2 separate regions of the Gossypium hirsutum genome follow, and region 1 is linked to region 2. Evidence: chromatin contacts called from public Hi-C data. All regions are on one chromosome and are shown on one strand. Each heading gives the region's core, a stretch centred on a gene start, on an enhancer-like site or on the middle of the called end of the contact. The rest is flanking DNA. Distances are from core to core; before and after follow the strand shown.

What was found. A called contact is a pair of places that touch in the nucleus more often than the background predicts.
Region 1: a Hi-C map of leaf shows a contact between it and region 2, with 2.7 times the contacts expected there. The contact joins the enhancer-like site here to the promoter of LOC107948911 in region 2. A contact is called at or near these places in 17 of 34 Hi-C or Micro-C datasets (anther, callus, cotyledon and 4 more).

Annotation. Positions count from the first base shown.
Region 1 is chrA04:73,227,501-73,231,931 of Gossypium_hirsutum_v2.1, forward strand. No RefSeq gene overlaps it. Among protein-coding and RNA genes, the nearest start is that of LOC121228333, 18 kb to the right of the region's middle. Within about 2 kb of position 3,096, at least 5 of the 9 cell types and tissues checked have an H3K27ac peak or open chromatin away from gene starts, as enhancers often do. A contact at or near this core is called in hypocotyl and leaf, where this site is marked.
Region 2 is chrA04:73,174,321-73,178,599 of Gossypium_hirsutum_v2.1, forward strand. LOC107948911 (expansin-A6) reads right to left here and starts at 2,730. Exons shown (of 3, transcript XM_016883572.2): 1 at 2,490-2,730; 2 at 1,964-2,282; 3 at 678-1,484. The coding sequence starts at 2,655. The coding sequence ends at 1,175.

The sequences.
Region 1 (4,431 bases), core at 1,846-4,345, 54 kb after region 2:
TTTTATTGAAACTAAATGCATGAAAAACATTAAAAATACACAATATTTACAATACAAAAAAAAAGGTCAAATCACTAAAATGAATTTAAAACATATAAAAATACTGTGGAAACCAAGTAAATGTAAGTAAGATATAGTCCAAAATAATCATATGATAATGACTCATCAGAATGCATTACTTGGACCACAGGTTCCTAGATCAATTCGTAGTTTAGTCTAGTTTTGGCAATTATGAACTAGCGATAATATGCATACTTATTTGAAAATTTAAATTCGATATATTCAAAAAAAGCTCAAAAGAACTTGTCAAAATTAAGTTAAAAAGGAAATTAAATTAGAAAAGTAATATAAGCTTTATACTTATATAAAACATATGACTAAAGTAATCAAATACAAGAAATAACAAAAATAAATTTACAACAAAATTTTAAACATTTTTAGTTATTATTGTAAAATTTAAGGTTGTTTCATATGCATGGATATTTATATATAAACTAGTGATAATATGCATATAAACTAACTAAACTCTTATCTCTAAATAGAGTTGTTCATGGATCAGACCTATGTAATGAAATTAGTACACTTTATACTTATCTAAACTCGACTTGAGTTTGAATATGGGCCTCAAGTTTTGCCCAAATCCACAATATTTAAAAATAGTTAACCTAAATCCATTTTAAGCTCGTACATATTTTTTTAATTCTTTTTTTAATATATTATTTACTCATTTAATAATTTTCTTTTATTTTTCAATAAATTTCTTTTATTAAATTTTAAACATAGATAACTTAAGCATATCTTTTAAGGCTTACATTTTTAACATTATATATTTGATTTAATTTTTTATAAATTACATACTACATAAAAATAAAATAAAAATAAAAATATATATTACAAAGTAGAAAATAAGTTGGGTTTAGTCCTTGAACGTTGGAGCCCATGCCTAACTCATATTTTAAACGGATCTAATTTTTTCACAAGCCTATTTTTCGAGTCTTATATTTTTTTTTCCAAATTCTCTTATATTTCAATTGTGTCTTTAGATCAGGCTAGTAGGTTGACCCTTAAATAGGTCTATCCCAATTTTTTTTTTATGAAAAATGCATAATTAATGACTAGAATTTATCACACATATGAAAAGATAATTCATTATATATAGGTTTATATTTTAAAAATAATAACTCATATATAAATTATATATTTGAAGAAATAATAATATTTAAAAAAGGTGGGTAGCTTTATTTCTTAATAATTAGAAGTTACATGAATATTAATGGGTAGTTTGTTTTTTGACAAAAACAAATAGATAAGTTTAATTGAGAAAATGATTTTGTAGGCAATTAGTTTAAGAGTACCAGATAAAATTAATTTATTTTATAAAATAATTAAAGAAAAATTATTTAATATATCGTTAATGGAGTATTTTAGATTTCACAAGCGAGTTAAAGGTTTGGCAAATATATTTAAGCTTTAGCAAAATAAAAATAAATAAAAATTAATTATGTAGATAAATGTAATACTTCTCATACTCTCAACCCGTTTTATTGAGAAGTATTTTTTTATTATGAAAAAGCATGTTTATATTTATTATATTATGAGAAAATATTTTTACATTAATTACGTTATGAGAAAGTGTGTTTATATTAACAATCTCACGATTTATTACATGATGAGAGAGAAATATGGAGAGAAAATCAGAAATTCCATCAAGAGGGCATCCATGTAATTTTATAAATTTTTTTAAAAATATATAACAACTCCCTAATTTTAAATTTGATATTTAATATATTCATGCATAAGACTGCTTGTTAACATCCCAAATATCAATATTTTATCGTTCCCCTTCTCCGATTTGTAATATGGAAGTGACAGATGGTGAAATTGATTTGGACGAGATTAAAGAGGATGATAGAAAAGGCGGATACGGGGGGTTGGTAGAGACCCTGGCCCCCCTAAATGGAAATTTTTTATTTAGACTATTGAAATTTTTTAAAAATTTTAAATTAATAAACGTAAAATTATACTTTGACCCCTCTAAAATTATAAAAATTCGATTTAATCCTTTAAAAATTATAAAAGTATATACTATACAAAATTAAAATTTCATTCGACCCCTAAAAATTTGTTCTAACTTCACTCTTGGATGATAGAGAGTGAGATGGAGGTGTGGAGAGGTGCATCCTTTACCATGACACCATATTACACTTGTTTTAACCCCACTTATCCACCCCTCCCTTCACTCCAAATCATGTAAATCCACGCTCAATTACTCTATTTAGTTCACATTTATCATTGAAAGTATATTTTCTGCTTCTTTTTAGGATCATTTCCATCAATTCAACTGCAGACATGTTTAATGTTCTAATCGCAACAAACCCAGAATTTATTAGCCAACTAGACTGCTCATTGGATATGTTGAAGACTTTTCTTGGCCTTTCATGTTGATTTTGAGGTGCTTACAGTTTGATTTTGCATTGGCTTGATTCATGCTACAAACCAAGAATCGGATGTCCTCACTCACCATTTGGTCAATCAATCCACTATTTCATTTTGTTATTATTACTATGTTTCTGTGGCCCATATGCTCAGTAACCTCATAACATGTCATCAAAGCCACAAGTAATAGAAAATTGTTTAATTTCCATCTGCAAATGTTATCTGCAGCCTCTCTTTTTAGCTAAGATACTAGAATCCTCCTTTAACCATCATAAAATAATTGATGGTGCTCTCAATGGACCTCACATGGTCCCCTCCCCCGTTGCAAGTTGGATACATGGCATAGAGTTAACCCTACCTTGTTTCTGTTATCAGCAAATCTTGGTGCTCTCACATGCTTCCATGGTTCAAACAGTATTCTCTATTTTGCAGTCCTAGGAGCCAGAATTTTTTTGTAAGAGTGAGAATAAATAAATAAATAAAAAGAGAGAAAATTATAATTTTTTTTTGAAGCTAAAAGAAAATTATTTACCACATTTAAGCATGAAAATTTGAAAACAATGTGAAAGAGGAGGGAGGCCAGGCCTCGGCCTGTGACCTTGCCTACGCCCCTAGGCCTAGGTCTGAGCCAGTTTCTAAAACAATAGCTGCGTTAGGCTTAATAAAGAAGAGGTTCCTTAATTGTTAGTGTCTCGTTTACCTAAAACCGTAATGGATAATTATTGTTTGTCTGTATCTAATGCAAGAATCTAGTGTATCTTAGTCTACAAATTTTGGAAACAATACAAACACACTATACATTTAATGAAAAGGACAACGATACAATTATTACAAACACATTTAAATACGATTAAATCTATTGATTTCTGTGTGGCCTATTAATTACTGTTTATTTCGTATACCTTAGAAATTATTTGTTAATAATTTTAATTCAATTGGCATGAATATTATTGTCAATACAGAATGATGTGAGTTTGAGTGTAGCGTATTATGCTCCTATTTATGGGTTGAGAAGAAGCTATAAATAATTCTAAATATTGTGTCAAAAAGAACATATATAATCAGAATCTATAATAAAATTATTAAAAAAAACATTATCAATGTGTTTACTAATAGCCTAGATTCAATAACAAGAGATTAAAGTATAAAATTCTTAAATTTGAGTATCATTTATGTAAATTTCCCGTTTGAATTTTATTCTAATTTAAATATCATCATAAATTTACTTTATTTTGTTCCAATATAATCGTGTTAAGTTTAGAAAGAAAGAAAAAAGAAAATCCATCATCTAAAGGTTTAGAAATGAAGTAGCTTTGGGCGATGTATCCATTGCAACGAAAATGAAGGGGCCTTATAAGGGCCTTTTTTCTTTTTTTCTGTAAAATACGTCCATAGCCCTCGGCTCTATGGTCCATTTGACAATACCGGCTTCGCTAAGTCAAGGGTAAATGTCGGGTAATCGGGTCAAGTCGGACAAACATGATTTTTCATTTTTTAGAACATTTTCAAAATAAAAAAAAATTATATCTTCTATATTTCGGCCTTCTCGGCCGACTCATCTCTACTAGCATTAAATTTTTTATTGAGTTTAATTTCACAAATAATCGAATATTATTTTAATTATTTAAAATGTTAATTAACTCAAATATTATAAGAAAAAAAGTCAATCAATAAAAGATCCTCAAATTATGACCCTCAATTTAAATTAGTTTCTAAACTTTAAAACGTTTTAATTATATTTTTAAACTATTACTATTAAATTAATAAAACCTTTTTATTATTGAAACTGTTATTTTAAACATTTCAAGACGTGTAAAATCTTATGCGAAATAATTAAAAATGAAATTTTAAAGAAAAGTAAAATATTGTCGCATAATTTTTAAAATTAAAAATAAAAATAGAGTAAAATAGAAAAAAGAGTATGAAATATTGTTTCTATAAAAGCTTTGAGAACCATAAAATCAAGACTTTTACAACATCTATTTTTATAATATT
Region 2 (4,279 bases), core at 1,480-3,979:
AAGGAACACGCACGTTACCACTTTTAGTTTAAAAGCCCAGATCAATCTCACCCACTATTTTTTTCCTCTAAAAGGTAAGTTTTATTATTTTCTGACAAGATGAAATCATTCAAGCAATTTATTGTTATTAATATTCAATATAAGCTTATTATAAAACTGCTATTATTTTATAAAACAGGCTTCTGCAATTTTGGTTTTGTGGAGGGGATGGATTGAACTCTGTTTAACATGGCCTACTCTGAACTCTGTTTAACATGGCCTACTCCACCGGCCTATTTTTTACCTAAAAAGACAAACGATAACAACATGGTATTTCTTTTAAAAAATAAAATAAAATTAGATAAGTTTGATTCTTAATCCGTAAATTAAGAAAAAAGAAAAACCATTTGTCTGCAAAAATAAATGTATGAAAGAGCATATTCAGTCAGTAGAATGAAAAATAACAGAATGGAGGCCAAATTTTTTATATTTTTACTTGTAAAGCAAGCTTAGCATATTTATAAATGGATGTCTAGGGTACATCATTATCATTATTGGAAGAGAGGAAATTAACCCAAATGGCCCTTTTTGTTTTCTTCTTTTTTATCTAAATTTGGAATGTGATGTCCATCAGAATCAGAAATGGCCCACTTCCTTTTATCACAATCTTCAATATAATTGCCATTGCAACAAAGACAAAGAAGCAATTGCCTTTTCAATTATTTAACGTAGAGACACAAGAAAGACATTGCAGATCAAGAAAATATTGTTTTGGTTTATCTAAATCTCTCTTATTCTCATAGCAGTAAAAATGAAACTACTATATGACTCGAGTGCTGCGGGCTGCATGTTTTCTTTTGCTTTGCAGCCGCTTCAGCACCCCCACCTTACAACTTTTTTTGCCATCAGCTGGAATTTTTTTTACTGTTACCCACCAGCTTACTTGCAATTCACAAACAAAAGAACTACAAAATGCAACACTCATGACTCAAATCCAACAACACACACAATGGTCACTTGGTGACTTTGCTATCTATTTTTCTTTTCCGTAAAGTCCTACCCAAAAGCCCATTTTTACCCACCCGCCACTTCAAATTTTCCCGAGAAAATAAAGGAAAATTGAAGGGCAGGAAAGAGAAAGTTAAATTGAAGAAGTGGTAATAAAAATTAAAAGGGGAAAGAAGTGTGTTTAAAATCAAACACGGAAATTCTTTGCGGTGAAGGTTTGTCCGAACTGCCAATTAGCTGGTGCCACGTTCCAGGAGGTGGAGGTTCTTCTATCACTGCCCGTCACTCTAAACGAGAGTTGTTGGCCTACCAAAACGGCGTTGGACTGCCAGTTCTGACCCCAGTTACGGCTCATGCTCAACCAACCGGTGTTGGTTCCTTTCACGCTCACCTTCACAATATCCCCCGCACCCGCCACGTTGGTGACCAAAACCAAGTTGAAATAACGGAATCCGTTGATAGTGAATCTAATTCCACCTTGCTTTCGGCATGGCACTCTGTCAATCAATCAATAATTTAATAAGAAGGGTGTTTGTGGAAATTACATAAATTGAAAGCCCTTTTTTCCTGCATTAATGATGGTATGTCGTCAATTTTGTCGTTTAAGGAGGATGTCTGAATGGGCGGAAAATCTTGGTGATCCCCAAATTTACAGTACTGCCCTGGTAATCATTGGGAATCGAGAGAGGAGGGGTGTTTGGGTCATTCCAGGCGTCACAGGAAAACCGTTGGATCTAAGTGTGGGTAAAGGATATTAAATTCTGGATTGATTCTCAAAATCTCAACAGACCCCGAGATAATGAGGTCATAAAGGGCGATTCTTTTGAGGCCCTCCTTTTGCCTTTCCCAAGGAAGTACGTAAAAAGTTATTTTAATTAAAAACAATACTGTGTTTGGTTCCTAAATGTATACACATTTCACCACCCTTCTCTTCGTAAAAATACTAATAAATGGAAGAGTAATGAGGGAGACTGACCTGCGGAAGGAAACGGGGACAATACCAGCACGGTACTCGGCGATCTTAAGGAACATAGGCATGGCAAGGTCAAAGTGAGGGCGAGGAGGGTTACACCAGCCGCCATTATCACTTGGGAGAGCATAGTTAGGAGGGCAAAAGTTAGTAGCAGTAATAAAAATGGAAGGGTTGCCTGGGTGGCACCATCTTGGGTCATCCGTGCACTTGATCTCAAAGCAAGCTCCGCAGCTTAGCCCATTGTTGAAAATGGCTGTGCTTAATGCTGCAGTGTTCACGCCATACCCTTGGCTGTACAGATTCCCATACCCACATGCACCGCCTTAACAAACAAAAAAGGGAAACAATTGAAGGCATTTTAATGGACATGAAGAAAATAATGCAATGCAATAAAATAAAAAAAAAGAAGACGAAACAGAGATTTTGTTGGAAAATGCATGTTAACAAAATGGGTTATTTTTTTACCGCTTTGCACTAGAAGTAAAACAAAATATTAAATGTTATAAGATTAATAGAAAGAAAGAAATACCCATAGTTCCAGAAGCATCACTGCCACCATAAAAAGTAGCATGGGCAGATTCCCAAGAGCCACCAGTGTAAACTCCAGGGATTCTTGCATTCACCATGCCAAAAAGGCACATCAATGAAGCAAAGCATAGCAGTGTCAAGGAAGAAGAAGAAGCGTCAACAGCCATTGTTTTATTTAAAGAGGAAATTATGAGGTAAAAGAAAGAAAGGGTGATTCGTTAACTTTGGGGCGAATGGAAAGCGGGAAGAAAGTTGGGGGGGTACTTATTGAGGAACCGGAAGAGTGAAGAGTGGGGGCCCACAATAAATGAATGCAGTCCATTTCTCATTAACCCCATTTTTCTGCAATTAAAATTCAAACCTCACAACTTTTATTATTACTATTTAAGACATGTTTGGTTTTGTTCCTAAGACTCCGAAATTTGAAGGCCATGTGGCTCACACATGGGCAGTTCTTAATTTTGTTTTAGTCAAAGAGTGGTGCAAAAATTGAAGACCTAATTACCATAATTGGAATGCTTGCACATGCATCCTTCACGTAAGATGGTACTAGAAAGTTTAAGCTTTTTGATTTCACACATAAATCAGTTCTTTTTAGAAGAATCTTTAAAATAAGGTTTAATTATTCAGATTGAAACATTGAAATGCAACACTCATTTGCTTATGGAGAAAATAGCGGTGAAGGCTCAAGTAAAAAAGTCAATATCTCGGATAGGTGTCTCAAAGGTGTTGTTTGAAGAGATGTTTAAATAGGTGTTTGAACAAAAAGTAAATCAGTCCTAACAAGTTCAGAGACATATTAGGAGAATGGAGATAGTACAAGTGTGAAATCATAAATTAAACAAAAAAAAAAGTTAAACTAATACCTAATTATGTAGGTGATTCTTTTTTGTTCACACAACTATAAAAATTCTCAATTTAATCATTAAATTTTTTTCAAAATTTGATTTTGTAGTCTACTGTTAAATGGGTAATGAAAATCTAATAATTTTTAGATTTCTACGTGGGTAAGTAAAGTAGTTTATTGTTTCCTCTTCACTTGACTTAGCCGTCGTCGCCCTACTCCGGTGGCTATTCCTATCCATTTACTTCATTTTATTGAAGGAAAGTAATTCCTCCCATATTGTCACAACAAATATGCATTGGAAAGTAAGTAATGAACCACATAATTAAACATTTTCTATTACTATATTGATAATACAATTTCACAAATAAAGTAGGTGGGACTTTAAAGATGCTACCAATTGAATTCTAAACTTTCAATTTCCAATATTATAAAACATTTAATTGATTCATCAACATTCACAAAATTTATAAGAAATTACTGAATTATTTGAAATATATGCAAACTAATATATATTAAAGTATTGAAAATTGGCACTAGAAGATAAACAGAGGGGTTATTTGCAGCATAAACCCCTTCGTATTATTTATTTTTATAAGGCTTTCTACTTTCTTTTATTTACTAATCTAGCCCTTTCAATTTTATAGTTATTCTTAATTCAAAAATGACTTAATAATATTATTTACATTAATCAGTATATATTTTCACTTAATTATGAAACAAAATTGTCTTGTTTTTTCTCTGTTATTTATAAAAGGTTAATTTTATGACTGATTAATTAATTGAATTTTTTAATTATATTTAAATATTTAACTAATAAATATTAAAAATTATATTTTAATTTTAAATAAATATACATAATGCTCAATAAATATTAAAAATTATATTAGAATAAATAATAAGGGTGCGTTTGGTTCATCAAATCCTAGATTACGTTTAATAATAAA